Regions from separate parts of the Mus musculus genome. Here all the other regions are linked to region 1. The links are chromatin contacts, called in public ChIA-PET and Hi-C maps. All regions are on one chromosome and are shown on one strand. The core of a region is the stretch at or near the end of the contact, and the rest is flanking DNA. Distances in the headings are between cores, read along the strand shown.

The links. Hi-C and Micro-C count contacts between places; a contact is called where the count stands out from the background. ChIA-PET counts read pairs in DNA pulled down with a chosen protein or histone mark.
Region 2: a Hi-C map of cortical neurons shows a contact between it and region 1, with 3 times the contacts expected there. The contact joins the enhancer-like site here to the promoter of Man1a2 in region 1. A contact is called at or near these places in 3 of 39 promoter capture datasets (the C10 cell line, the HPC-7 cell line and pre-B cells), 1 of 15 datasets of contacts at CTCF or cohesin (pro-B cells), 18 of 484 Hi-C or Micro-C datasets (B cells, the Ba/F3 cell line, CD4 T cells and 11 more), 12 of 115 datasets of contacts at active chromatin or transcription factors (the 230-238 cell line, bone marrow-derived macrophages, embryonic limb bud and 6 more) and 2 of 9 other capture datasets (adipose tissue and liver).
Region 3: a contact with region 1 is called in a Hi-C map of cerebral cortex, with 2.0 times the contacts expected there. The contact joins the enhancer-like site here to the promoter of Man1a2 in region 1. A contact is called at or near these places in 1 of 484 Hi-C or Micro-C datasets (cerebral cortex) and 4 of 115 datasets of contacts at active chromatin or transcription factors (the SCID.adh cell line, bone marrow-derived macrophages, embryonic stem cells and 1 more).
Region 4: a contact with region 1 is called in an RNA polymerase II ChIA-PET map of memory CD8 T cells, with 28 read pairs. The contact joins the enhancer-like site here to the promoter of Man1a2 in region 1. A contact is called at or near these places in 3 of 39 promoter capture datasets (liver, neutrophils and pre-B cells), 19 of 484 Hi-C or Micro-C datasets (B cells, the G1E-ER4 cell line, LSK cells and 15 more), 3 of 115 datasets of contacts at active chromatin or transcription factors (bone marrow-derived macrophages, embryonic stem cells and memory CD8 T cells) and 3 of 9 other capture datasets (adipose tissue, liver and pancreatic islet).

What each region holds. Positions count from the first base shown.
Region 1 is chr3:100,680,802-100,687,775 of GRCm38.p6, reverse strand. It overlaps Man1a2 (mannosidase, alpha, class 1A, member 2), which reads left to right and starts at 2,303. Exons shown (of 13, transcript NM_010763.2): 1 at 2,303-3,215. The coding sequence starts at 2,914.
Region 2 is chr3:100,896,249-100,903,068 of GRCm38.p6, reverse strand. Vtcn1 (V-set domain containing T cell activation inhibitor 1) reads right to left here. Exons shown (of 6, transcript NM_178594.3): 6 at 6,147-6,820. Among named protein-coding and RNA genes, the nearest start is that of Gm40108, 9.3 kb to the left of the region's middle. Within about 2 kb of position 1,623, at least 2 of the 459 cell types and tissues checked have an H3K27ac peak or open chromatin away from gene starts, as enhancers often do. A contact at or near this core is called in cortical neurons, where this site is marked.
Region 3 is chr3:100,848,039-100,854,673 of GRCm38.p6, reverse strand. The region is part of intron 1 of Vtcn1 (V-set domain containing T cell activation inhibitor 1); the gene reads right to left. Among named protein-coding and RNA genes, the nearest start is that of Gm32720, 25 kb to the right of the region's middle. Within about 2 kb of position 4,648, at least 4 of the 459 cell types and tissues checked have an H3K27ac peak or open chromatin away from gene starts, as enhancers often do. A contact at or near this core is called in cerebral cortex, where this site is marked.
Region 4 is chr3:100,499,423-100,505,717 of GRCm38.p6, reverse strand. The region is part of intron 2 of Gm40106 (a long non-coding RNA gene); the gene reads left to right. It overlaps Gm12474 (a long non-coding RNA gene), which reads right to left. Exons shown (of 7, transcript XR_867500.3): 1 at 6,288-6,295. Among named protein-coding and RNA genes, the nearest start is that of Gm12474, 7.2 kb to the right of the region's middle. Within about 2 kb of position 2,792, at least 43 of the 459 cell types and tissues checked have an H3K27ac peak or open chromatin away from gene starts, as enhancers often do. A contact at or near this core is called in T follicular helper cells, memory CD8 T cells and neutrophils, where this site is marked.

The sequences.
Region 1 (6,974 bases), core at 1,054-3,553:
TCAGTCTGTGTTCAACCTGGTCTGACTGGATCCACCTCCTGAAATTTGACCTTCACTTTCTCAAGTACCATTCTTTATAAATTTTTAATTTAATTAATTATAAATGCAATGCAAACAGAACACATGGGGAAAATTATATATAATACCAATGTCTTAAGAGTTATAATCTTTTCTAAATATTTCCCTTTACTGTATTTATATGCATATTCTTATATACTTGTAACCATAATGAATACATTTGCAGCTTGTTTTTTAAAAAACATTCTTTTAACACCTTCTTTTTAGAAGTGAAAGAAAATGGAAAGGGGAGTCAGGGGAAGAAGACAGAGGGAGAGTTGGAGAGGTAGAGAGGGGAGGAGGCAAAAGGGGGAGGGAGCAAGAATTGGTAATGGTTTGGAGGCTAGTGTAGGAGTGTGACAAAATAGTTGGCTGTATTTGAGTATCTACAAAAATCTGTAAAATTAACACTTTAATCTCTCAGAGAAAAATAGGCAAGGACAAGAAAGAGGACAAGGCATACAGAAGACTCTTCATCAGCTATAAGTCTGGAACTTCCAATGTCACATTTGTAGAATGTTTGGTTTTGGTAAATTTTTCTTGCAGCTAACTGTAGTGTTAGCTAGGTAATAATAACTTCTCAAGGTTTATACAACTTGCTGTCTCGTTCAGAGGTTGGTGTTTTATTTCCATCTTCTCGTGGAAATGAGTGACCTCAACCGTCGGAGCACAGTGTTCCTTTTGGTTGGGCTCTCAACATTAGAGATCTATGAGACAGTCACACTGTATGAACTCCGCAGTTTCTAACATCCATTCACGTGTCTCACTCAAATCTCATTCACTTTGGATCCAGCGGTGGCCCTTGGGAACACGTTTACATCTTGTGCTGGCTTTATTTTGTAAACCAATGACTTCTTTTGTCCTGTGGTAGGAAGGTAGGGTTTGCAGAGCTTCTAGAAATGCCTAGTGGAATGTAGTTCTGAATCCTGCCAAGGGACATGAAGTTTTCCTTGATTTCTAAGGCTGACTTCCCACCCCTGCCATTTATGGGCCTCCTCTCCAATTGCCAGCTACCAGTTAGGATGTGTGCAAGGAACAGAAGGTAAATTTAAGAAAAAAAAAAAAAGCTAAATGCAAACTAGATGCAAGAATACATATGCATTGCTAAGAAGCCTATATTATACTTTATCACAACCTGGTTCTTCTCAATATTACAGATAACAGAATTGACTCAGATTGTTTCAAGCCTCAACTTCAACAATATTGTCCTTTTGGGTTTTAACACCTGCTCATTCATTCATCTTTGTTATCTTTGCGGGGGGAATGGTAGTGGTGGTGGTGAAGATGACTATAGAGTGTATATATAGTCTTGGGACTGAACCACCAGGAATCTCCTGTCTGACCTAGGTCGTCCGATTCCTCAGAAAGGAACCCAGTAGAAAGCGCAGGGCTGCCATTTTAACACGAATCCGGCACGTGGCCGGTGCCACCTCCTTCTTCAACCAGCCTCGCGTGCCCAAGAACGCGTGGAAGTTTGAGACCTTGATGTTGAACCCCGGCCCCGAGTCACTGATAACTGAGGGAGGCATCAGCCTTGGCCCCCGTAACCCGTCAGTCCCAGGAACCCCACATTCCAGCGCCACTTTCGCGATCCAAGCGCCTGGTCCTCCTCGTCCGGCCGCCGGGGCTTCCGGGGGCTCCGGGCTCTCGGCAGCGGCCAGGCCCGAGCGGCCCGGCGGGCGGGGGAGGGGCGCGGCGGCCGGGAGCGTGCGCGCGCACCTCACACTCCGCCGCCCGGGGACGCCCACTCGCGAGTCGGGGCGGCTAGCCGGGCCCGCGCCCCCCACGGCCGAGCCGCTCGGCCCAACCGGTGTCGGCCGCGCAGCCGCTCTGTTCTCCTCCGGCCTCCACAGGCCAGGGACCAGCCCAGGGCCGCGGACCCGCGCCGCAGTCAGCGCGAGCGTGCGAGCCACCCGAGGCCGGGCCCTGCCGGAGCCGCCCTGCGGCCGCGGGAGGCGCGGCTGCTCGCTCGCGCGCGACCGGCCGCCCTCCCTCCCGCCCGCCTCTCCCAGGCGGTGCGAGGAATGAGCCGGCGCCGGCCCCGGGCTGTCGGTCTGAGGGCCGCGGCCCGGCTACCTCGCACGCCGCCACCGAGGCGCAGGGGCTCGGCCGCCGCGGCTGGGCTCGGCCGAGAAGCGGGCGGCGGGGCTAGCTGAGGAGGAGGAGGAGGAGGAGGAGGAGGAGGAAGAGAAGAAGGAGGAGGAGCCGGGTGGGGGCGGCCGCTCGGCTGAGGAGGAAGTTCCGCTCCTGACAGAGCGCGCGGCGGCGCGGGCGCTGTAGTGTTCGGGACGCCGTCGCCCTCGCGGCCTCGGCTGAGGGTCGTCGCTGCTACGCCCGGCGCCGCTGCTTGGAAGCCGCGGAGGCTGCGGAGCGGTGGAGCGGAGGAGGCTCCGGAGGGGACCGAGTGGAACCGACCTACTGCAACTCGTCGTCTTCGCCGGGCGCCTCCCGGGGCGGGCAGCCGCCTCTGAGCATCGCGCCGGGGCGCGGGCATGGCAGAACCCACCTTGCAGCTTCTCTGCGGTGTGGCTCGCCCGATCCACTCTCGGGAATGAAGAGGAGACTCGCGATCATCCGGTGAGGCACCGAGAGCCAAATGGCGAGAAGATCTGACGGGACAGAAACCAACGATCGCTTGGGAGGTCACCCGGGCTTCTGGATGTAATCGGAGAGCGTGAAAGAGGTGGCCTCGTAAATAATAATAATAATAAAAAAGCACAACAATCCTTTGAGAGGAGGGAAATTGAGTTTATTCTTTTTTTTTTTTTGGCCGAGGTTTTGAGAAACGGTTCGATGTGTTGTACGTTTGATATAAGATGAGAACTTTATAAAGTATTCCGTCCAAGAGCCTAAACGATGACTACCCCAGCGCTGCTGCCCCTCTCTGGTCGTAGGATACCACCTTTGAACCTGGGGCCGCCCTCCTTCCCACATCACAGGGCTACCTTGAGACTCTCCGAGAAGTTTATCCTTCTCCTCATCCTTAGTGCCTTCATCACCCTGTGTTTTGGGGCATTCTTCTTCCTTCCAGACTCTTCAAAACACAAACGCTTTGATCTGGGCTTAGAAGATGTGTTAATTCCTCACGTAGATGCCGGCAAAGGAGCTAAAAACCCCGGCGTCTTCCTGATCCATGGACCCGACGAACACAGACACAGGTTCGTTTGTTACTTAAATTATGGTACTTCCTTTTGGGAGAGCAAGGTACAGTTCACTGCTTTCTTGTCTCTCCCCCCTCCCCCTCCTGCCCCTGTGAATGATCAGGGTGTTGAACGTTGTTGGTTCAGAGCTGCCTGGGTAGAACCATACATAGACTGGAAGGACTCCTAGGGTTCCTTGGTTTTTCCCGGCAGAACGAAGTGTTCAGTCAGACTCTTCTGCTGTGGACAGCAGGGAGCGGAGATACAGGGAGTCAGCATGCGCGTATTGAGAACGTGTTTCTGCCTTTCTGCCACCATGTGAAGTCACTGAATCTTGACAGCTTGCTAGACTTTGCTCAGCCACCAAGTCCCAATCTCTGGCTTGTGCTCTGATTTTTTTTTTTTTTTTTAAATGTTAAAAGGTGGGGTGTGTATATCCCTAACCATAATTTGGCCAGTTATTCTGAATTGAGCCCTTGGCAGGGTATAATCAAGATGAAATGAAATGGAAGCTCTGCTTCCAGCCTTTAAGTCATTTCTAGATCTTTACCTAAAAGGAGACTTTGGAGACAATTCGCTTTTTCCAAACACCTCTCTCCTCTCATAAGCTAATTCTTGAATGTGTGAAAGAGAAGTATGTATGAGACTTCACCCGAATGGTAGAACCCCTGTAGAAAATGGGTAGTGGTTTTAACCTAGTGTGAGGATTTTGAAAAAGCCTAGGTTCAAATGTGAGCCTAAGTTAAATATTTGGGACAATACACTATTGTAATGAGGGCGTTCTCACTTTGTCTGTGAAGTTAATAATTACTTGCTTGCTAGTTCATTGACTTTTGGCCTTATTGGAGTACTTCTAATAATACAGTTTCATACCATTTTTCTATACTTTGGGATATTTGATATTTTCAACTTACATACTTTAAGAGGTTTTTCTTTAAAACTTCCCTTGCTTTGTAACTGTGAAAAACCTTACTTGGTCTGGGAAATATTTGCTGAAAAAGAAACGTTGTTTTTCTGGACCTTATTTCCCATGGTATGTATATATGATGCAATGAACATTTGGGAAAAAAATGTTCAGAGCTTTTTGACAGCAGTGATGTATTAATGTCATTTAGCTATTATGATCTGCTGTCGTGTACTGATAAGTGGCTTCCTTTATATTTTATATGGGTAGAAGTTTGCAAATTTTTACTTTAAAATTGATATTAAGAGAGTTAAGAAAAGTTCTCAACTAGTTGAAGTTAAAATACATTCAAATGAAAGTGTGTTTATGTTCATTGTACTGCACAAATTCAAAAGAATCGTTTAAGTCTCATAAGTAACAGTTCTTAAACTTTATAGCCCAGGAATATACATATATTAGAGCCCAGGAATATGTGTGTATTTATTGTTACTCAGAACCCCTGGTTCCTGAGTTTGGCAGTGGGAACAGAGTTGTAATGGCCAAGGGGTGGTTATTGAGCTGCATTTTCAGCTTGGGATAGGAAGAGTCAGGGTGACGGAAAGGACACTGTGCTGTTGGATTTGCTTGCCTACCAGCTCAGAGAATCAACTCCTGTGTGGGGAGTTGAAGCAGTGAAGGAGGCAGTGCTAACGCTGGCTGTGGCAGGAACAGTTTGTGCTGCTCTTTGTTTACACTTTGTTGTTGCTTCCTCTCACCTGAAAACAGTCTGCTTGGAATAATTTTACTTTGAGCAAGGAATACGTTTAAAATGACAGAAACTAATGTGCAAATATGATCTTGATTAAAAGTAATTCAGAAAGATAGTCTTATAGAATTATTTGTAACTAAGATCATACTTATTTTGTGTGTAGTATCTTAGAAGGTAAAAATTGTGTTATGTGTGTGTGTGTTGTGTGCATGCTAGGGACAGGGTTGGGGAGCCTTGCAAATGGAGGGCATTAATTCTTGTTACTAGTGTTTAAGAGATACTCGTTGGGATAATGTTTCTTTCTGAATGCATAGTTAGTGTAGTACCTTGGTGTTTTAGTTCAGTTGTTAGTCATTTTACACTGACTAAAATTTGTGAGTTTTTTGTTTTGTTTTGTTTTTTGAGCCAGTTTTTAATCAGCTCAAATTGTTTCCTCTGTATGACAGCGACATCTACTTTATGGGCTGTACTGAATGAGATAATACGTGCGAGTCCTTGATATAGTTCACAACTTCAGCCAGTTGTCAGGGAGACTTAGGTTATTATCACTTATAATTGGAATGTTTGAATTCTGACTTTGCTTTAAGTGTTTTATGTTTCTGAAAATCTAGGTACAGTTTGATAAATATTTTAAAGAGTACACCAGAATGTTTCTATCAAAAGGAACATTTTATAATGACATTATTTTATAACTGTTATTAGTTAACAACAAATAATCTACTGTTCAGACTGCTCATGTAGAGCCTCCTGTGTGGATGGGCTAATGATTCAGGGATTCAATGATTTTGGTTTTGGTTGTTAGAAAGTTGTACTCAGAGCAACCAGAGTTTGTAGGGAGTGACTGTCCAGCATTTGGAGTGGAGGGGGAGAGAAATGAGAATAGGAAGGTTTCATTGAGGGGGAAGGGGCTCTGAAACGGTGAGAAAAAGAAAGCTAGATGAAGCAGTGATGGGAGGAGGCATGGTCAAGCAGGCTGCACAGGAGAGCCCTAGTGGGAAAAACCTGGCGTTCTTACGGGTACAGGAAATGTTCCCGTGACTGACGAGGTAGACAGTGTGGTTGTGTGGCCAGGTGCAGAGAGTAGACAGGGCAGATGTGGATTTACAATTCCTGCCTATCCCCTAGTTACAGAAGCTTGAATTAGTTCCTGGCATGCACAACGTGGGAGATTCATGTGACAGTCTAGATTTCTGGCTTTTCTTAAAAAAATTTGCGACTGGAGCAACACTCAAGTGTCTATTTTCCGATGGCTAACACTCAGTCGGAATCTGGCTCCCTCTTGACAGGCGTGCGCTCTCCATTTTATGCCACTCACTTAAGGTGTCAAGTAACACAATAAATCAATGCTCAGCCTGCCAGTGGTTAAGTTTGCATCTCTAGGCTGGACTGTTGCTAAGTATTTTGGTCTTCATTCTGAGTAGCTGCTGGGAAGTCACAGAAGCAAAATGAAAAAAAAATTCATTTTGAATTTAAAAAAACAAAACCAATTACTTTTGTGCAGGACAACCAAGGTTGAGGGTCTAGGACACAGCAAATTGACTGTGGCCATATTAGTAATTCTGTGAGAGAAGATAAATTAGTGAGAAATGAAGTTAATTTTAGGGACCTGTGGTTGGCTGAATATAGAAGTTAAGGTAGGAGGAGAGAGTGGAAAGTAACTTCTGAGTTTCTTTTTTGTATGGTCTTGCATTAATACAAACTTTTTTTTCTATTAATGCCTTTGTTTATTTTTATTACAATTTTTTGCCTTTATTTAATAATGATTTTATGTGGTTAATGTTTGCTTAGCATGTTCCCTTTTGTTAAGTAGCTTACACAGTTTTTCAATAAACTTTTTATATGTTTATAAAGCATTTTTAAAGTACCAGTCCACTGTCAAGGTGATAATAGCACAAATTGTATTAATAGTTTAAAATTACATTTGTGATTTTAAATCACCACAAATAGGAATTTGTTATACTGCTCATTTATGTTATTACAATATATGTTGATTTACATAAAGGGTATCTTTTTAACTTGTGTATAGACAGTTTCCTTTCATTTTTCAGTCTTTCATTTGAAACTGACATTGCTTATATAATGACATTGTACAAATGAGGTTGACCTCCCCATGTGTTTGTTTAAA
Region 2 (6,820 bases), core at 374-2,873, 220 kb before region 1:
CCACAATGGGGAAGCTGATGTAGAAGAGTCTTGAGTTCAAAGCCAACCTGGGCTACATTGTGAGATATAGTCTTAAAGGTGGGTGAGTAGAGAGGCATCAGTGGTTCACCTAGACAAAAAAATGCCATCTGATGACACCAAGAGCAAGAGACACCTTCCTGATAATTACAGTGAGGGGGATGTGGTGGACCTCACAGAGAGTCAGGAGAGCCTTGCAGGTTCACTGAGAACCCTTTTATGACCCAAGAGTGCACTGGGCATGCATGATTCAGGAGGCAGTGCAGCCTCCTGCAGGGAGAGGAGCTCTCTTTTCTTTTTCTAAATGAAAACAAACAAACAAAAAGACCCAATGGTCAAGTAAGTGATGGTGTCACCTGTCTTTAATCCCAGAACTTGGGAGACAGAGGCAGGTTTATCTCTATGAGTTTGAAGCCAGCCTGGTCTACAGAGTGAGAGCTGGTGCAGCAAGGCTACAGCATAATGCGTGTCTCAAAAAACAAACAAACAAATGAACAGAATTTAACATATAGAGTTTTAGCTTTCATTGTGATGTTTTCCAAATAGAACCTGTTTTGGGCTCTGGGGAGATGGCTCTGTAGTTAAGAGCACAGTCTGCCCTTGTAGAAGACTAGGCTTTGGTTTTTGGTACCCACCACATCAGGCTTACAACTGCCTGTAACTCCAGGGAATCTGACACCCTTTTCTGTCCTCCACTGACTCTTGCAAGTACTCAGTCATACACACACAGACATACTTTTAAGTAAATAAAAATAATGACCCAGCCTCTGATTTTGTTCTTCTTCATGTCCCCCCGCCCCATACGATTACACCTCCCCCTCCCCCGTGACCTTTCTTCTTCTTTAATGTTACCTGTGAGCTTTTGTTCTCTACAGTTCTTCTCATGGTCTCTAATCCAGTCTTATAGCTCTGCTCACACCACTTACCTACACATATACAAACATTAAAGCTTGGCGTCCACATATGAGTAAAAGAGACATTTGTTTTTCTGAGTCTGGGTCACGTCACTTAATTCGCTTTTTAGACCCATCAGTTTCACAGTGCACTTCATTTTTCTTCGCTGCTTTTCATTATCCATCTATTGGCTACGCTGGCTTGATTTTCTTACATTGTGATTTTCTTACGTAGCACAACTCTAACCTGATGTGATGGAATCCCTGTGGTAAGATGTGGAGTCCTTTGACAAGCCTTTCATAGACAGCTATAGATCTTGAGAGCAAAACTGAGAACTTCCCATGAATCCCCACACTTAACGTCAAATAAGAGAATGGAAGCCAGTGTTTATATAACATTTTGAGCTTTACCCAGCCCTCTGGGCATACTTGCAATTTCTCAGAAGGAGCTTGTGATGACAGGCTGGGGTTTCAAGTATGGCAATCCTATTGACTATGAGATTATGGTGTTATTTAAGCTCAGAACTTTTTATCCTCAGTGAAATGATGGTGGTGATGGTGGTGGTGGTGGTGGTGGTGGTTGTGGTATGAGGACCAAATGGTAAAGATGGAATGGAAGAAATATCTATTATGATGTCGATATATAGCAGGTAGTCACTTCCTTTCTGTTAAGATGGTTATTTGTGTCTGGTTTCCATAACAACTCCGTGTTTATGCAGGAGACATAGCATCTTGGAGTGTGTCCCATGTTGCCCAGTAATTCTTAACTCCATGTTGCACAGAAGCATGGTGGAAGCATGCCATGCCTCCTTGCTGAGAATCATCATAATGTCCCGAGCATCTCTGACGAGTTGAAAGCTTTGTGATGTTCATCCCTCATTTTCATTGCTCAATTTCAATGAAGAGAAACCGTTATCAGAGTATAGTGCACTAAGCTACTGAAAACAGCGTTCACCTGACTTGCCATGTGTAGCTGGGTATCAGGAAGTATCCTTTGGGGGTCTGGGTAAGGGGATGATGGAGAAAACATTGGAAATTCAGAGGCAGGACCCAGAGGACAGAGGGTTGGGAAAACTTTGGAAGGGAATGTGGGAGACACTGAACACAATTGTTTCTCAGAGAGCCTCCTTCAGCAGGATGTAAGTAGATCCCTGGGAACACGTGTTGCCTCTCACTAGAAACTGCTGTTTCTATGCTCCAAGCCTGATACACAGTCAGCCTCATCTACCTTGGGTACCCCCACTGGAGTCATATATGGCCATATGAACTATCTCATTGGTCATATTAAGCACCATAAAGTTCTAGAAATGTCTCTGTCAATAATAAACTAGTTTTCTCCCTACACTGATATGTGGACGGTTATAAAGGAAGTTGGATGATCGCTCTAAAGTAGACCAGGGAGAAAGGCCGAGGTCTTGGCGTGCCATGAAGAGCTACAGACTACATTCACCGAGAAGCACTTTTGTCTCATTTGGAGGAAATCATAGGGCACCAAAGTTTTCATGAAATGGTCATGTGTAGAGTTCTATGTAACAGACATTGTAACTGCAAATACTAAGAGCAATGCTTAGACTAGGCAATCAGATTTGAATGGAAGAGAAAAAACTAGCTGAAAGTCAAAACCAAGACTTAAGTTAGAGTGTTATATTTTTATTTTATTAATATTTTTGTGTGTATGTGTGTGTATATGTGTATTTGCATGCATGTATGTGTGTGTATATGTGTATTTGCATGCATGTATGTGTATGTATGAGTGCATGTATGTCTATGTGTGTGTATGAGTGAATGTGTGTATATAATATGTATGTGAATATGTGTGTGCACGTGTGTGTGTTCGAGCACACATACACACACTCACCATTGTGCTCATGCCTGCAAAGTCTCAACTAGGGTGTCGGACCCTTGGAGCTGGAGTTACAGGCAGCTGGAATCAAACTCTGGTCCTCTGCAAGAGCAACAAATGCTCTGAACCTCAGGGCTATCTCTCCAGGCCCCCAAAATTACGATTTTAAAACAGACAAAGTAGGGGCTGATGAGATGGCTCAGTGGGTAAAAGTACACACCTCCAAGCCTGATGACTAAGTCTGGTCCCTGGAACCCATATAATGGAAGGAGAAAGCTCATCCCCACGGGTTATCCTCTGACCTCCATGTGTGCTGCCCCCCCCCCCCAACTGAATCAATGGAAAGGGTTTTGTTTGTTTGTTTTTAAAGAAACCATCAGGCACTCACATCATGTGGAGCAGTGATGTCTTCTACCAGGTAGGACTCTTGGAGTAATAGCTACAGACCTCTCTTTCCAGGCTGGGACCCAACTGCTGTGTTTCTGTGTCTAAAAGTTGCAAGCCGTCCCAGAGAGTGCTTGCCTGTCCCTTGTTTATGCTCCAGCCTCTTCAAAGGCTGTCTGGGTCCCTATGTTGATTTAATCATCAGAGTCAAGGGACTTTAAGTGCAGGAGGATGAAAGGAATAGATGCTATTTTTATGATAAATGACACAGACTGACTAAAGATGGAGTAAGATGACAGTGTGTTACACTGCTCCGAATCAGGAGGGAAGCATTTTTGCTGGTCCTTGAGAGTAGATGAGATTTAAAGATGGAAGAAAAAAATAGCCTATGTATTATTACTGATGACTTCCAGATCGAAACTTCTGGGGATGATTCAGCAAAAGCAGTCCAGGCACAAAGTAAGAGGGCTTGAATTAGCACAGCTAGTGTGCTGATGTGTGTGTGTGTGTGTGTGTGTGTGTGTGTGTGTGTGTGTGTGTAAAGTGTAGGAATTACAGGTATCATCAGTAAATCCCAAGCAAAGGCCATATTATGCAATTACAACCTACACACATTTTTTGCTCCTGCTTGTGCATGGATTTAAGGCCTTATTCACTTAAAATAAGTCTTGCAACCTAAGAATGGTCAGTAGTTCATGTTGTTGGTCAGCCTTTTGATACTGTAACAAAATACTTGACATAAAAAGAAGGAGGAAGAGGAAGAGGAGAAGGAGAAGGAGGAAAAGAGGGAGAAGGAGAGAGAGAAGGAGGAGGAAGAAGAGGAGGAGAAAGAGAAGAAGGAAGAGAAGGAGAAGAAGAAGAAGGAGAAGAAGGAGGAAAAGAGGGAGAAGAAGGAGGGAAAGAAGGAGGAGGAGAAGGAAAAGGATTTATTTTGGCTCATAGTTTCCAAGAATTTAGTCTTGCAATGGTCACTTAGTCCTGTTGTTTTAAAATGTAACTAATGATTAATTTGATTAGATGTGTGTGGGTTACCTGCACATGTTCCTAGGCATGTGTATGGAGGTCAAAGGACAACTTGCAACTTCTTCCTTTACCATATTGGTACCAGGAGCTGAACTCAGAGTCTTGGGCTTGCTACAAAGTCCTTTTACCACTGAGCTTGGCTGACCCAAGATTAAAAAAAAAAAATAATAATAATAAAAATCATCATTGTGGGCATTTTGCTTGCATGTTTGTCTGTGTTCTGCATGTGTACCTGGTGCACATGGAGACTAGAAGACGCCATGAGACCCTCTAGGGCTGAGTCACCGGTGATTGTAAGCTGCCATGTGGGTGCTGGGGATTAAGTCCAGGTTCTCCAGAAGAGCTATCAGCGCTTGTAACTGTTGAGCCATCTCTCCAGCACCAGGCCTTATTGCTTTGAGCTGAAGACTGGCCTCACATTACAGTTGACCCCGCAGCAGAATGTAGGAAGGGCAAGGCAGGAAGGGACTAAGGATAAGGCAAGCTCCCAGGGATCCCACTCCCAGCTCTTAATGTCCCATCCAATGCTAAATCACAATAGATGGATACTGATGTTGTTAGCCTCTCCATGGTCTGACCATCATGAGTGCCATGATCTGGGACCACACCTTCCACACTCCAGGCTTTGAGGCCATTTGGTTTCCAACCCATAACCCTAAATGTTCCACTTTGAAGGTCGGATGGTTTATTCCCTTAAATGTACTTTAGCTCTAGCTTTAGCATTTAGATTTGAACAGTTATAGGTGTTTGTGGTCCACACCATATTCTGGTTTGTAACATACATATCTGCTGTCTACTGCATGTGCAGTGTGTACACATGAACAAGACAGGAATATTTATATGTTACAGCTTGAGTCACCTTTGGTCTCTGATTCTGAAATATAAGCAGAGATCCATGCATTCAATAAAAACTTACTCTCCAGCCTTTGGAGCCAGTAGAGAAGGCTTTGGAGATAGCTCCAAGGGAGAGGAATTTAAGCCCTTAGAAGTATGACCTTGAAGGGTCACTGCTCATGTCTCCTTCTGCTTCTGTCATTATGATGTGAGTGGCTTTGCTTTGCTGAATGCTCCCTGCAACAAACTCACATCACTGCAGGACCAAAGCAAAGGCACCAACCAGCCATGTCCCAACCAACCATGTCCCAAGACCCCTAAGATTGAACAAGATTCATCCTTCCTCCTTTGTCTCATTTTAGCTGTTATGTCATGTGACAGAAAGCCTACAGTCCTTTCTGTGTAAGATATATTGGGGCCCAGATGGGAATGCAGGAAGGGAGAGGGTCTAAGGTTCCTTGGAAATTCTTCCTCTGTCGATATCATTTTCCCACCAGCTACTAATAGAAAGTATGTAATCTGAGACTGACTGGTGACCTGAACTTCACCATTGGCCCCTGGATCTTTATATGAATGATAAAAAGACTTAAAGATAATTTTGAGGTTCTTCCAGATCTAAAACTTGTTAATTCCTCAGTAGTAAGAGTTTTCTTGATGGTGATGTCTTTAATCCCAGCACTTGGGAAGCAGAGGTAGTTGGATCTCTGTGAGTTCGACGCCAGCCTGGTCTACAGAGAGAGTTTCCGACCAGCAAGGGCTATATAGAGACCCCATCTACACACACATACACACACACACACACACACACACACACACACACACACACACACACACGAATTGTCTCTTATAATACTAGTGCATACAATTGTATATGTTCCCCTGAAATATCTATCACAAATTAAGAGCAATAACTGTTTTCCCTGATAGGAACAGGCAAGGCTAGTATAAACCTGGAGGAATTTTCTTGCGTACCTAGACTTAGGCATTCAGCCCATACAGACTCCCACTCATTCCCACTTATGCAACTAACCCTCGTGGAAGGCCTATTTTCTGTGGGAGGCATTCCTCTTTATTACACTTCCTCTATCCTTTCATCCATCTCTTCGTTTTCACCTTTGGTGACAGACCAGGCGGACAGCAGCATAGGGAATGTGTACTAAATAATTCTCTTGAATGGTCTCGAGCCTTCTGTATCAAAACGTAGTACAGATATGGTGACCCGAAGTCTAGGGAGGCAGTGCTTGGCACGAATGTGGGGAGAGAGCTGGTGAGAAGTTTTCTTCGCCATCCAAACTTCATCCCTCAATGCTCCATTTCAAAGAGCATGGCCGTATTTTCTTTTAGAAGTCTCTGTGTGAGCTGGGCTGTAACTCAGTGGGAGAACATTTACCTAACATATATGAGCATCTGAGTGTGATCTCTAGCACCCTGAAAACAAACAGAACCCCTAGAAGTCTCTGCACGGAAAATTCACTTTTGTTGCTGTAACTGATGTTTCGTCCATGGTCTTGAGATCTAAAAATCCAGAGGCAGAAAACTTGAAATGGAGATCAGGCAGCATTTAAGCCAGACTTGCTGTGTGGCACAGAAGGAAGGAAGAGGGATTCAGAAGTACAGTGGGCTGAAGATAATTCCATGGAGAATTTCCCATGTGGGTTCACTGAAGGATGTCACACAATTGCAGAGCCCTGGGTCTTGGAACAGTAGCCAGAGACTGAAGTCTGTGCCCACTGTCGGGAAGCAAATGGATCTGTTCACATTCATCTTCTGGGTCTTTCTTATTCCAGTTCAGGATTTCCTGACCTTGATGTGGTTGGCACTTGGA
Region 3 (6,635 bases), core at 3,399-5,898, 160 kb before region 1:
TTTTATAATGCTTGTTAAATAAAGGTTCTGCCTTGCAGACAGTTTCCTTCAGTGTCTAACACATGGTTTCCTAAGCACATTGGATTAATAAATATTCATACTGTGCTACTATGGGAAACGAAACCATTCTGAACTTTTTGAGCCATTTATGGTAGAAACTATCACTCGTCTTTCTCTATAAAGGAACACGGTAGTTTTTAAGACTGTGAAGTGAAATCTTGCCGATGCTATGAATCATAACAAAATGTTCTGGAACATTGGAATAAGAGAAACCCAGTTGGCTCTGATCAAGAATGGAGCCAGTAATAGTGGCGGGTGATTACTTGTTAAAACTGAGTCTTCTTGAACACTTTCTTCCAGAAATGAGGCACAAACTGAAGTTCTCCCTCTAAGAGAAAAGAAACATTGCAGGAAATGTAAGCTAAATTTACAATTATAAGGAAAACTAAATATCCTTTAAGAAAAATCAACCATCTAACTAAATAAAACGTATTCCAAATGCTGACTTGAACGAAACAAACTAGGGACTGGAGAAATGGCTCAGTGGTTAATAGCACTGTCTGCCCTTCCAGAGGTCCTGAGTTCAAATCCAGAACCCACATGGCAGCCCAGAACTGTCTGTAACTCCACTTCCAAGAGACCTTGATATTCTCACACATGCATGCAGGTAAAAACACCAATGCACAGTAAATAAATAAATGAAAAACCAAACTAAACCACACATGCATAAATGTGAGTATGTGGCTTTGCTGGAAAGAGAAGACACGGAGGCTAAGAATGAAGCAAAATCATGAATTCGGATCAATAAGAGGGTGCTAACTGCCGCAGCTGTCCCTGTGTCCCCGAATGTTAGAAACATCAGACAAAAACGAGGGCCAAAGAAGTCCAGGAACTTGTCTGGAGACTCACATAAGTGAGAACTGGTCACCAGATGCAGCTGTCTTATTTGAGGCATGCATCTATGAAGCCTCCAGTCTCAAAGAATCCTAAACCAACAACCAGCTCTAAAGGGCCAGGTTGCCAGTGCTCTAGTGCCTAACAGTAGCAAAAGCAAATGTTCTCAGAAGAAACAAACTTTTTAGCCCAGATCTTCGAAGAATTTCAGCTGATAAAATTCTCACAGTAGAAGTTTATAATAATGTTAAGTCAGAAAATGCACAAGGAAAACACTACTATGCATAGGAATTGATAGAAACAAAGACTTGATTTTAAATCAAGACTTTGGGTCCAGAAATTATTAGATGAAAAATATAAAATAAGCCTATGTAATATGTTAAAATAAGTAAACAAACAAACACCAACTGACCAGATAGATTAAGGGGAAAAAATCTTAACAGATATTTAAAAGACAAGTCAAACCACCAAACAAACAAACAAAAACAAACGAAAAAACAACAACAAACAAGCAGTAAGCTCTGTGATAATGGCCCACGCCTTTAATCCAGCAGTTGGGAGGCAGAGGCAGGCAGATCTCTGAGTTCGAGGCTAGCTGGGTCTACAGAGCTAGTTTCAGGATAGCCAGAGCTACACAGCTACACAGAGAAACCTTGTCACAAAAACAAACAAACAAACAAACACAGAACCAAAACAAACCCAGAAAAACACAAAACAAATAATCAAAGCTTCCGTCAGGCTGAGGAATAGAATAGACACATCTAGAAAAGAGAATTAGTTAAGCAGGGCTCAGAGCTGAAGAAATCTCACACAATATGATACAGAGAACCCAAGAGAGCAAAGTTAAGTTAGGAAGAGATGCTAAGATATGTAAAGACCAGAATGGGGAATTCTATGTCTAGTGCAGGGCAGAAGGCAAAAGGAGAGATGAGGCAACATTGATCTCATTCCGTGTTTATGGGAGATCACAAGTCTTCGCGCGCAAGAAGCTCGATAACTCTCCAGTGGGAAAAAGAAAACTGTAGCAGGAGACTTCCACAGTGAAAACTGGAAAAAAAAAAAAAAACAAAAAACAACAGGAAGACCCAAAAGATTATGCACAGTAAGAGGATTGACAGGTCGCCTAGAAACGAATGTCTACTGGACCTATAGCTTACTTTCCAAAGTAACAAAGGAAACCAGGAAGATGATGGAATGCCATTAAAGTGCTGAGAGAAAGGGTTGTATATGATATGAAGTGTGCCTGCAACATGCATGAGTATTCTGGACACTGTTACGAGATAAAGAATTAGTACCCACCAGCGAAGCCTTGTGCCCGTCGGAGAGACTCCTATAGGCAGCCATAAGAGGTTAGAAGTACCATTTATTCCTCTAGCCAAGGTAGAAACAGCCTCCATGGCCACCCAGAGTCTTCCTCAGACATAATGGATGGGTGTGAGGAGCAAACCACAGATGAAGTGTGGCTGTCTGGGGACCCGAGGTACCAACACTTTGAGGAACGCACTGAAGGAAGCATCTCTCAGTAAAACGTAAGCAGAAGCCAACTGAGCATGCTCTCCTAGCCTCAGAAAATCAGGGCAATGTCCCCAAACAACACATAGCAAGGGACTGAAGGCAAAAGGGAAAATTTAATGGACTTATTTAGAAAATTAAGATCATGAAAACTAGAAGTTAAAATAAACTAACTACATATATAATAGATGAGTATAAAATATATATACATATTGACATATATACATATTGCTATGTAATGTATACATATATAATATATTCATCTATTATATGACATTATATATATATAATGTTTTTAGTTTGATTTTTTAAAATTGTTTTTATTTTTTTTAATTGTTTTAAATTTTGTTATTTATTTACATTCCAAATGCTGCCCCTCTTCCTGGTTCCCCCTCCAAGAGTTATTCCCCCCATCCCCCCTTCCCTTGTCTCTGAGAGGGTGCTCCCTTCACCCACCCACCCACCTACCTTCCTCACCCACCCATAGTTTCATCTTTAGACTTTGGATTGCCTAGTGATTGGCATTGGTGGCCACCGTTATCACCTTTTAAAAATAATCGTTTATTTTTACCATTGCCATCTTTTTAAAGGCTTAGGCATTGCTTTTGAGTTTAAGAGAGCAAGGGGAATTTGAGGTCCATTAAGAAACTCTCTTGGCTTGGCATCTTTTTCCTGATATATCACAGCATTGTGCATGTTGTAGACACAGTAAAAATGTTAGTTCCCTTCATGTACTAGTTAGGTTCCGGTCAACTTGAGACATCTGAAAGGGGGAACCTCAATTGAGAAAAATGCCCCCATAAGATCCAGCTGTATGGCATTCTTAATTAGTGGTTGATGGGGAGGGCCCAGCCCATTGTAGATGGTGCCACTCCTGGGCAGGTTGTCCAGCGTTCTATAGGAAAGCAGGCAGAGCAAGCCATGGGGAGCAAGCCAGCAAGCAGTGACCTTCCATGGTTTCTATATCAGCTCCTAATATCAGATTTCTGCTCTGTTAGAGTTCCTGTCCTGATTTTGGTGATGTGGAAATGTAAGCAGAATAAATCCTTTCCTCCCCAGGTTGCTTGGGTCTTGGTGTTTCCTCTCAGCCATAGTAACCCTGACTAAGACACTGTACATCTGACAAGAGACAAGAGCTAGGTCTGTGGATGTGCAGAGCACACACTTCAAGGCTTAAGAGGCAGAGCAGGGAGGGGAGGGGAGGGGGAGGGGAGGGGGAGGGGGAGGGGAAGGGGGAGGAAGGAAGAGTTATCCAGAGATACTAAGAAGCAGATTCCACCGGGGCCTGAGAACTAAATAGGACTGAAAACATGGCTTCTCCAAACTTCCCTTAGTCTAGAAACCTATAAGCTTTGCCTCTCACCAACCCAGAGATAGAATAGCAATTAATCAGCTCTGTAGTTTTACATTTCTTAGTCTCATCCACTCTTTAGGTATATCTTATTTGAAACAAGGACAAAAAGATACTCTCATCTTTTAATAAAATACATCAGTTCTGGCAGACCCTGGGCCTGAGCCTCTCAGGAACGTTCAGTGTCTGTAGCAGACAGCCCAGGGCTTCAGAAGAAAAGAGGCCAGGATGACTGGGGCTGCTGAGCCTTTTCCTATCCAGGCAACCCTCCAAGTAGCTCATGCAAGTCATAGACTCCTGGCAGACGTTTTCTCAGACTTCCATCAAAATCGAAATCTAGTCGAGTTAGGGAATTTCACACCGGGGTCAAGGTGGCGTTCCTTGTGTGGAATTCACTGCTTTGGACAGTGGTCCCCAGTTCAAGGCACCAATTTTCCCAAAAAAATATTGAAAAGAGTAGGGCTTTGAGATGTAAGCCATTAAGAGAAGGCACAGTCTGGACTCAGTCCTGGCTTGATTTCTGGGCTACATTGTTGGCTTGAAGGGACAAGAGGCTGAGGCAGCTGATGTGAGAATCAGCTTGGTAAATGGGAAACTCAGGGCTGCACAGCCCGAGCCCTCGGTGTGTAGGGTGGACAGACAGTGGGACAGCTCCAGGACCCAAGGCGGCAGCAATGTCAACTGACACCTTCCCTTCAGGTCCCTGCTCCCTGCCTCCTTCTCTTCCAGCTCATTGTTATTCAGAAGCAACTTCTCAGGCCTTCTCAGCATCTCCCTTGCTAGTTTATAATGCTACATTTTATGTTGGGATTGGAGGCTAAGACTATGAAATGGACTATTTATTTTAAATCGTGCGTAGGAAGTAGAGATTGGGTAGAGAACAGTGTGGGAAACGAGTCGAGAGATGTCATGCTCAGGGCCTCTCCTCATCACAGATGTCCCTTCTACGTTCACCAATGCACACGGAAGTCGAGAGCAGCATAGTGGGGCATGTCTGAGCTATCCAGACCCCAGATGGGCCCTGTTTTAGAAATCCCTAGAGCAGACTCCAGGATGTTTACTGTTTTCACATTTGGCAGCTAGGATTTCTAGATGACTTCTCAAACTCTTAAAAAAGGAGCTTCGGGGGCGAAGAAGAGATGGCTTGGTGCTTAAAGTATGTGTTGTTCTTACACAGGACCCAAGTTTGGTTCCCAGAATTCTATGTTGGAGAGTGCACAACCTTCTGTAATCCCAGTGTGTGTGGAGTGTATGTGGAGTGTGTTTGTGTGGAACATGTATGTGTGTTTGTGTGTGTGTGTGTGTAGTGTGTGTGTGTCTGTGTATGTATAGTGTGTGTGTGTTGGTCTTCTGGACTTCACATGTGTACCAGCAGTCCCAAGTGCACATACCATATACAGGCACACACATATAATTAAACTAAGATAATTATTTTTTTTTTAAATGAGCTTTTTCCTAGCCACTTTCATCAGTTAGACAGTGTAGCTGCCTCTCTGTAATTTGACTGTGTGTGTGTGTGTGTGTTTTCCCTTTCAGGTATTTAGTAACCCTTTGCTCCTAGAGGCACCCCATAGCTAGACTTCAGCCTCCTTTCTCTTTTGCATGTTTCCTCACTCTAGATAATTTCTGAGGGAAGCTAACGGTAGCATCTCTGGGTCCTCGTTGTGCCCGGCACAGCTCTCCCGTTGGACGTTACCACACTGTGTGAAGTGATTTGTTTCTACATCTGAGTCTCCTCTGATCTCAGGAGTTTGTTTGTTTGTTTGTTTGTTTATGAGCAAGAACTATATCTTTTTACTTGTGTGCAGTATGGTGTTAAATTTAAAATTTTGAATTGGGGTTCCAATATACAATAGCTGCTGCATGCTTTTTAAGCTCATTACATAGAGCTTAAAAGGGAATCTTTGACGCGCTCCCGTAATTCTTAGCCACATCACTCAGACAAAGGATATAAAAAGTGTTCATGGTAGGAAGAGAAGATTAGTGAGCATATTTCTTTGGAGAATCTTTTTTATTTCCTGTGCTGTGAGAACATCCTTCTTTCTCTCCCCAACATACAGATATGTGCATTAAAGAGCTCGTTAGGCATTTCTCATGAGTCAAGCTGGGGGAAAACATGAATTAGAACCTAAATAATACTTGATAATGTTAATGTGCTCTATAACAGATAAGAGAGGGGAAAGTGGGAGACAGAGAGACAGAGACAGAGACAGAGAGACAGAAACAGACAGAGACACACAGAGAGATGTGGGGGTTGGGGGAGCAGGTGGCGGGAATAGAGATCTCTGCCTGGAAAGTCAGCGCTGTCTTACGCAGCAAAGCACATGGGTTTTCCCCGCAGGCTGGACATCCCAGAAGGGTGTAGCCAGCTCACCAATAGGGCACCTGGGAAAGGGGGCTGACGTAGTGAGTCATGCCGAAGTGAATGTTCAGGGACTCAGGGGCAGGGAACCGAAGAAGACAAATTTTCATAAGTGGTCTGACTCACCCAGACATCTGAAAATGCTGAACTGAGCTAACATTAGCTAAACTCAGTGGCACACACCATCTATTTCAGGTAATGTCTCCTAGATGAAGGAAGGAAGGAAGGAAGGAAGGGAGGGAGGGAGGGAGGGAGGGAGGAAGGAAGGAAGGAAGGAAGGAAGGAAGGACGAACCTTGGGTAGGATTGATTTGAACAGTTAACTAAATATACACCCACATTTAAGGTCATATTGTGTGCTGGGAATGTAGCTCAGTGGTAGACGCTTGCCCAGCACGTGTGTAAGCCATGAGCTTGTTCTCTAGTACTGCCCCTCACAAGCTCTTAGCTATCACATACAAAGAGATTCTTTTCAAGATCCACAGAACTTATATTGTAACCACATAGACTCCAGATA
Region 4 (6,295 bases), core at 1,543-4,042, 180 kb after region 1:
AAGTGGGTGTCCACGGAGCTGTCCACTCTGCCATTCACTGTCCTGGCATCAGGAAAACATCACTAATGTTCTTGATTCTGGAAACTACATCCTCATCTTGGACTTTCTCCATTACCACCAACCCCAATGTGCTTGGATGGTTGCCCTGGGGAATTAGCTCAGTGCAAAACAAATAAAACTGTATTTTATTTTGGGTCATTGGCAACAAGATGGGTTCTAACTGCTCACTAGAGTCTGTTCAACTGGAAGTGGGACCAAGCATCACTTCAGGGAACCACAAAGTTTGACCTTCCACCTGGATGTACAGACTGTAGAAGGATCATGTTTCAAAGGGTTTTACATGCTCTGCTGTATGAATGTGAACACCAAAGCTCATGCTCAGAGAACAGAAGCAACTTGCCCAGTGTCTTCGTTAAGATTTCCATTGCTGTGAAGTAACACCATGATCAAGGCAACTCTTATAAAGGACAATACTTAATGGGGCTGGCTTACTGGATCTGAGGTTCAGCCTATTATCATCATGGACGGACACAGCAGTGTCCAGGCAGACATGGTGCAGGAGAAGCTGAGAGTTCTATATTGTATTCAGAAAGCAAACAGAAGAATGGCTTCTAGGCAGCTAGGAGGAAGGTCTCAAAGCTCACCTCCACAGTGGCACACTTGTCCCAATAAGGTCATACCTACTCCCCCAAGACACACCTCCTAATACTGCTGATTACTTCCAGGGCCAAGCATATTCAAACCATTACACCCAAGGTCACATGACAGATCTGGGAACCAGAATGAGACCCACATCCCTGAAGCCCAATATCCCCAGGCCAATCCATCCTCCAGCTGGTTTCCAGGGGGCCACAATTCTTGAACCGTTTCTCTCTTTTTCTCTTTTCTTCTCTTTACTTTTCCTTTCCCTCTCTTCTTCTCTCCCTCCCTTCCTCTCTTCCCCCTCCCTCTGTCCCCTCCCTTCTTCCCTCCTCCCCCTCTCCCTTCCTCCCTTCCTTTCTTTCATTCTATATATAGATTTTTGGAGACAGGGTTTCTCTGGGTAGCCCTGGCTGCCTTGGAACTCGCTGTGTAGACCAGGCTGGCCTCCAACTTAGAGATCCACCTGCCTCTGCCTCCTGGCATACGCACCACCACTGTCTGGCCTCTTGGATGTTTTCATTTGCAGTGAGGTAGACACTTGGTGACTCTGAATTCCACTTGTGAGAAACACCTATTCTAAAAGGACATCTGATAGCATAATAACCTTTACTGTCATTAAGGACAGTTGTTTTAGAGGATCTGAACCCCTAATCCTTGGAGATAAATTCTGCTTAGTGAAATGCAGAGTTGTTCAGCATAAAGCAGCCAGCTTCCATCATTAACCTACATGAAACTAGCCAGACAGCTGACACGTCTCTCAGAAAGTCCAGGTGTCTGACTACACGGAGATCTCATTTCTCCCACAGCTGGATTCTGGTTCATAGAGCAATACCCGAGAGTCTAGAAGCCTATGGTTTGAGAGCATACACAGTGTTTTCATGCAAAATCTGAACGGCTGTAGCCATGCGGGGGACAGGCTTCCTGCTGACACGCTGTTTGAGGGTCCTGAAAGGTGGTGTTCACTGAGCATAGCACTCAGCCATTTGAAACGAAAGCAGGAATGTTTGAGTGTGTCTGGGGTGAGTGGGGGAGGGTTGACTATTTAATAGGTAAAGCTTCTGACTGGGACAGTATAAGCTAGCATTTCCTTGGGACATTACAATTACTGTTACCCAATCTCGTGGCACTAGCCTGTTCTCTTGGAGGCTGAGGCAGGAGGATTGAAAGTTGTCTAGATTAGAGAGAGGGGTTAACATTCATTCCTACAAAAGCATCCTTTGATGAATGTAGATTTACCACAGATATCCACCCTTTCGTAGCAGCAATCAGTAACTACAGTAATGTGGCTTGTTGCTGCCATTTGCAGACAGAAGCACCTTGGGCCCTTTATTTTCACAATGGCCTGACAAGGCTGACATTCGTATTCCCATCTCAGCAGAAGGAATAGAGACACAGAGTAAGGAAGTTGCCGAAGGCAGTACAGAAAACAAATAACAGAGACAGATTGTGAACCAACCCTGCCTTGGGAGGTTCTCATGCAGCCGTAGCTGGCCTTGAACTTATTATGGAGTCAAAGATGACCTTGAACTTCTGATCTTTCAACTATCACCTTCCTGGTGTTAGAACTACTAGCCTGTACCACCATACCTGGTTTTTATATAGAACCGAGGATCCAACCTAAGTCTTCACATGTACTAGGCAGGCGCTCTACCAACTAAGTTCCTCCCAGCCCTGAGATGAGGTCCTGTGGATCAGAATATGGGGAGACCAGGAGTATTCATTTAGACAAAATGTCCCTACATTTTGGAATTCCATGTAACTACAGGATAGGAGTCTCGGATCTGGACATGGAAAAGGTGTCTTCTAGATACATATCCCCAGCTCTCCCTTGGCCTCAAGGGTTTTAGAACCCTGTCCTAAATGAAGGCAACAACTTAGTGTTGATCAGTGGGAGCACCACCCAGGGGAGCTCAGCACTGTTTCTAAGCCCTTCTCTCTAAGGACTGACGTCAGAACCAACTGGACCCTACATCAAGGCTCTCCTGCTTCTGCCCAGAGCCATCCTTTCTCATCACAGAGAGCCACTGTCCTGACTACGAACAACGATCAGTGTCTCCTGTCACACATACATAGTATAAGCCATTCCCTGACTCTGTGGCTTTCAGTTATCCACACCATCCCAGCCCCCACCACTACCTTCTAATGATGTAGGGAAGGGAGGTATGTGGATCTGGGAGGAGTTGAGGAGAGGGAGGACCATGATCAACATAAACTGTATGAAAATTTCAAAGAACTAATAAGAAAACCAAGAAGAAAAATGAAGGAGGGAGAGGTGTGACCTCAGCCTTGTTTACGTAGCCGTGTGCTGCTAGAAGGTTCAGAGAGGTTTCTAAACCCTGTAACAGGAAGCCTGCACCCCGGGGTAACTGGCCACGAAGTTAGTCAAAAAGGTTACAAAATTTTCTCTGTACAGTCTAAGAACACCAGGCCTGTGATTACTTCAGATTCGGTCAGACAAAACAAAGCCCTTGGGTTGGGCGACAAGCCTTGACAGCTCACTGGCACTAGTACCACAGTCTTTTGCTTTAAGGACCTCAAGCTTGATGTGAGAGAATCTTTGAATAGTCTAGTCAAAATAAAACAAGTGGGAAGCTATGTCCCAGGCTGGCGAGGACCTCAGATGTAGCACTTTAGTCTGCTATGCCCTGAAAACCTATGGCTAGTCCAACTGTGAGGCCTGGGGCTTCTGTGAAGGCACTGGCTTACCTCTGTGGAGGAACAAGTCCCTAGGACGTTCTTTGGATAACTGCATCCATTCTGCACTCTGTCACCTGACCTCCTCTGTCCCCTCAACTGATCACATGTAGCAGAGGGACAGCCAACATGCCAACATGCTGCTAACACCCTCTCCACTGAATCCTGTGTGTGAGTTTGAATTTTAGGTAACAAAAGCATTAGGGATGTGGTCTGAAAGGAGAAGCCATTGACTATCATAGAGTGGGGAGTGTGTTGGTCCCAAGTATGACCAACATACTTTAGTTCCCCAATTGTATCCTAGATCCTGGAGGGTCACCTTTCCTTTGTCTTTGTCACCTTGGGACTCCAGTTTCATTATCCAGTAACTTTAAAAACTGTGTCATTGTCCTAACCACAAGGTCATTTTGTCACAACCTAAGGCAGAGTCTTTCACCAGCTGTGGTCCTTACTGCAGTGGTGGCTGGTGGCCTCAGGTTCTAGATAGAATAGTGATTCTCAACCCTCCTAATACTGCAACCCTTTAATACAGTCCCTCATGTGGTGACTCCTAACCATAAAAATTATTTTCACTGCTACTTCATAAGTGTAATTTTACTACTGTTATGAATTATATTATGAATATCTGTTGTTTTCTGATGGTCTTAGGTGACCCCTGCAAAAAGGTGGTTAGATTCCCAAAGGGGTTGAGAACCACTGAGATAGATGGATGGACGGATGGACGGACAGACAGATGGGGAAGGAAAAGATACTCAGGAGGCCCTATGATTCTTTCATTCACCTCATGGGTTACTTGAAAGAATTCTCACAGTCACCTCAAGATACATGGAGGGGCTCCCTATTCTCTGTTTAAATCTGATGCCCCAACACAGTAATTTGGATACTCAAACCCATTCCTAATTTACCCACAGCCAGGCACTCAGTGTGCAGCATGCATGGTGACCAGGGTGGACTCCACTTAGCAATGGATCTCTGTCCTTTAAGATCTTGGGATATCTGGCAGAAAGTCTTCCCTCATGTCTCAGGGAAGGGTGGGGTGGCATCACAGTAAGGTTAAGATGCCCTGGGTTGTGAGCACCCGACTCGCCAGCAAAGCAGACGCCACAACAGGACCCTTCTGCAACACGTTTATTGGGAGAGCATTTACTGCGTAGGCAAGAAGACCCCGAGCCCAGAACTGGTGCTGCTTATATAGGCCTAGGAGAGGCGTGTCTCACACCCAGATTGGTTATGCATTCTACCTCATTTGCATGTCTCTCATCTGATTGGTTATTCTCTCTCAGTAACTCACTGAGCCTCATTATCATACCTCATTTGCATGTCTCTCATCTGATTGGTTATTCTCTCTCAGTACCTCACTGAGCCTCATTATCATACCTCATTTGCATGTCTCTCATCTGATTGGTTATTCTCTCTCAGTACCTTGCAGAGCCTCATTATCATGCCCCAGGCCAGGCAGTAACTTGGTGAAAAACTTTACTGCATATGTACACATTTGTTGTTTACCCAAACTTATGCGTGGTTGCCAGGGGTAGCCTGTGCCACCTTGTAATGGCATCTGTGGCTTCCCACACTGGGTGCCCACAGCTTCTTACTCTTCAGTTAAAGGGTCTCTGAAGAGCCTTCTGCTCCAGGATGATACTATCAAGAGTAGTAGCACATCAGACAGGAAGAATACAATGAGATTGGTGGTTTGAATGAAATTAGGAGGTGTGGCCTTGTTGGAGAACATACGTCACAGGGAGTGGGCTTTGAGATTTTAGATGTTCAAGCCAGGCCCACTGTCACTCTCTTCCTAAAACCTACAGATCCAGATGTAAAATTCTTCCCTCCTTCTCCAGCACCATGTCTGCATGCAAGCTTCTCACCATGATGATAATGGACTAAACCTCTGAACCGTAAGCCAGCCCCAATTAAATGTTTTCCTTTGTAAGAGTTGCCATGGTCATGGTGTCTCTTCAAGGCAATAGAAACCCTAACTAAGACAGAGATCGTCTGGGACATTCTTTCACTTCTCAAGGGAGAAAACAGAATCTCATGGACAAAATTATTTTTGTTAAAAGTAATAGGGGACTTAAAAAAAAAAACCCAACAACTTCAGTTACCACATACCTACGGCCCCTGGATTAGCCATTTGGTCATTGATACATCCTGATGGGAGCGGCATCATCTATTGCATGACTTTTCCTGGGAAGCTGTGAATAAATGTTTATTTGCTCCTGTAGGACACCAATGAGAAACAAAGGAGCCTCGTTTGATAAGCCAGTGAGTTTATTGGGCTTGCATACGGGAGCATGGGTATTTATAGGAACATGAGAGACTCAGGCAGCTGCCTCGCCATAAGTCCTACACCAGTCGGGGTGACAGCCCAAGAAAGCTGCAGCTCTAGAGTTCCTTGCACAGATTGTAGGCACTTCTGCTGAAGAACATTTTCTCTCTCTGCAATGGTTTATTGCTCCTATGTAAAACTTCTGGAACTGGAGGGATGGCTTGGTGTGCCAAAGCACTTGTGGGATAAACCCGAGGATCCAATTTTGACCTCCAGACCCCACATGGCAGGAGAAAACCAAACCCTAAAAGCCATTCTCTAACTTCCACATGAACACTGTGTCATGTGCCAGACAGACAGACAGACAGACAGACAGACACACAGACACACACACACACACAGACACAAACACACCAAAAGGAAAAAAACAAAAACAAAATAAAACTTTTGGTAGGTGCCTTGTAAGTCTTGTCTTTTGAATGTTCTGGGCTTGGATAGTGTCCTCAGTTTTCCTGCATTTTAGAAGCCCCCTCCTCCCTTGGGGTGGGGGCAGTTTCAATTCAGAGGAATGGTCTTACCTCAGTATCATCAGTTCATTATCAAGGTCAAATAACTAACAGGAAGGAGCAGGCTAAGTGAGAATGGAGCCCGAAAAATATGACCTGGGAATGCAGACTCTCACCATAGTGG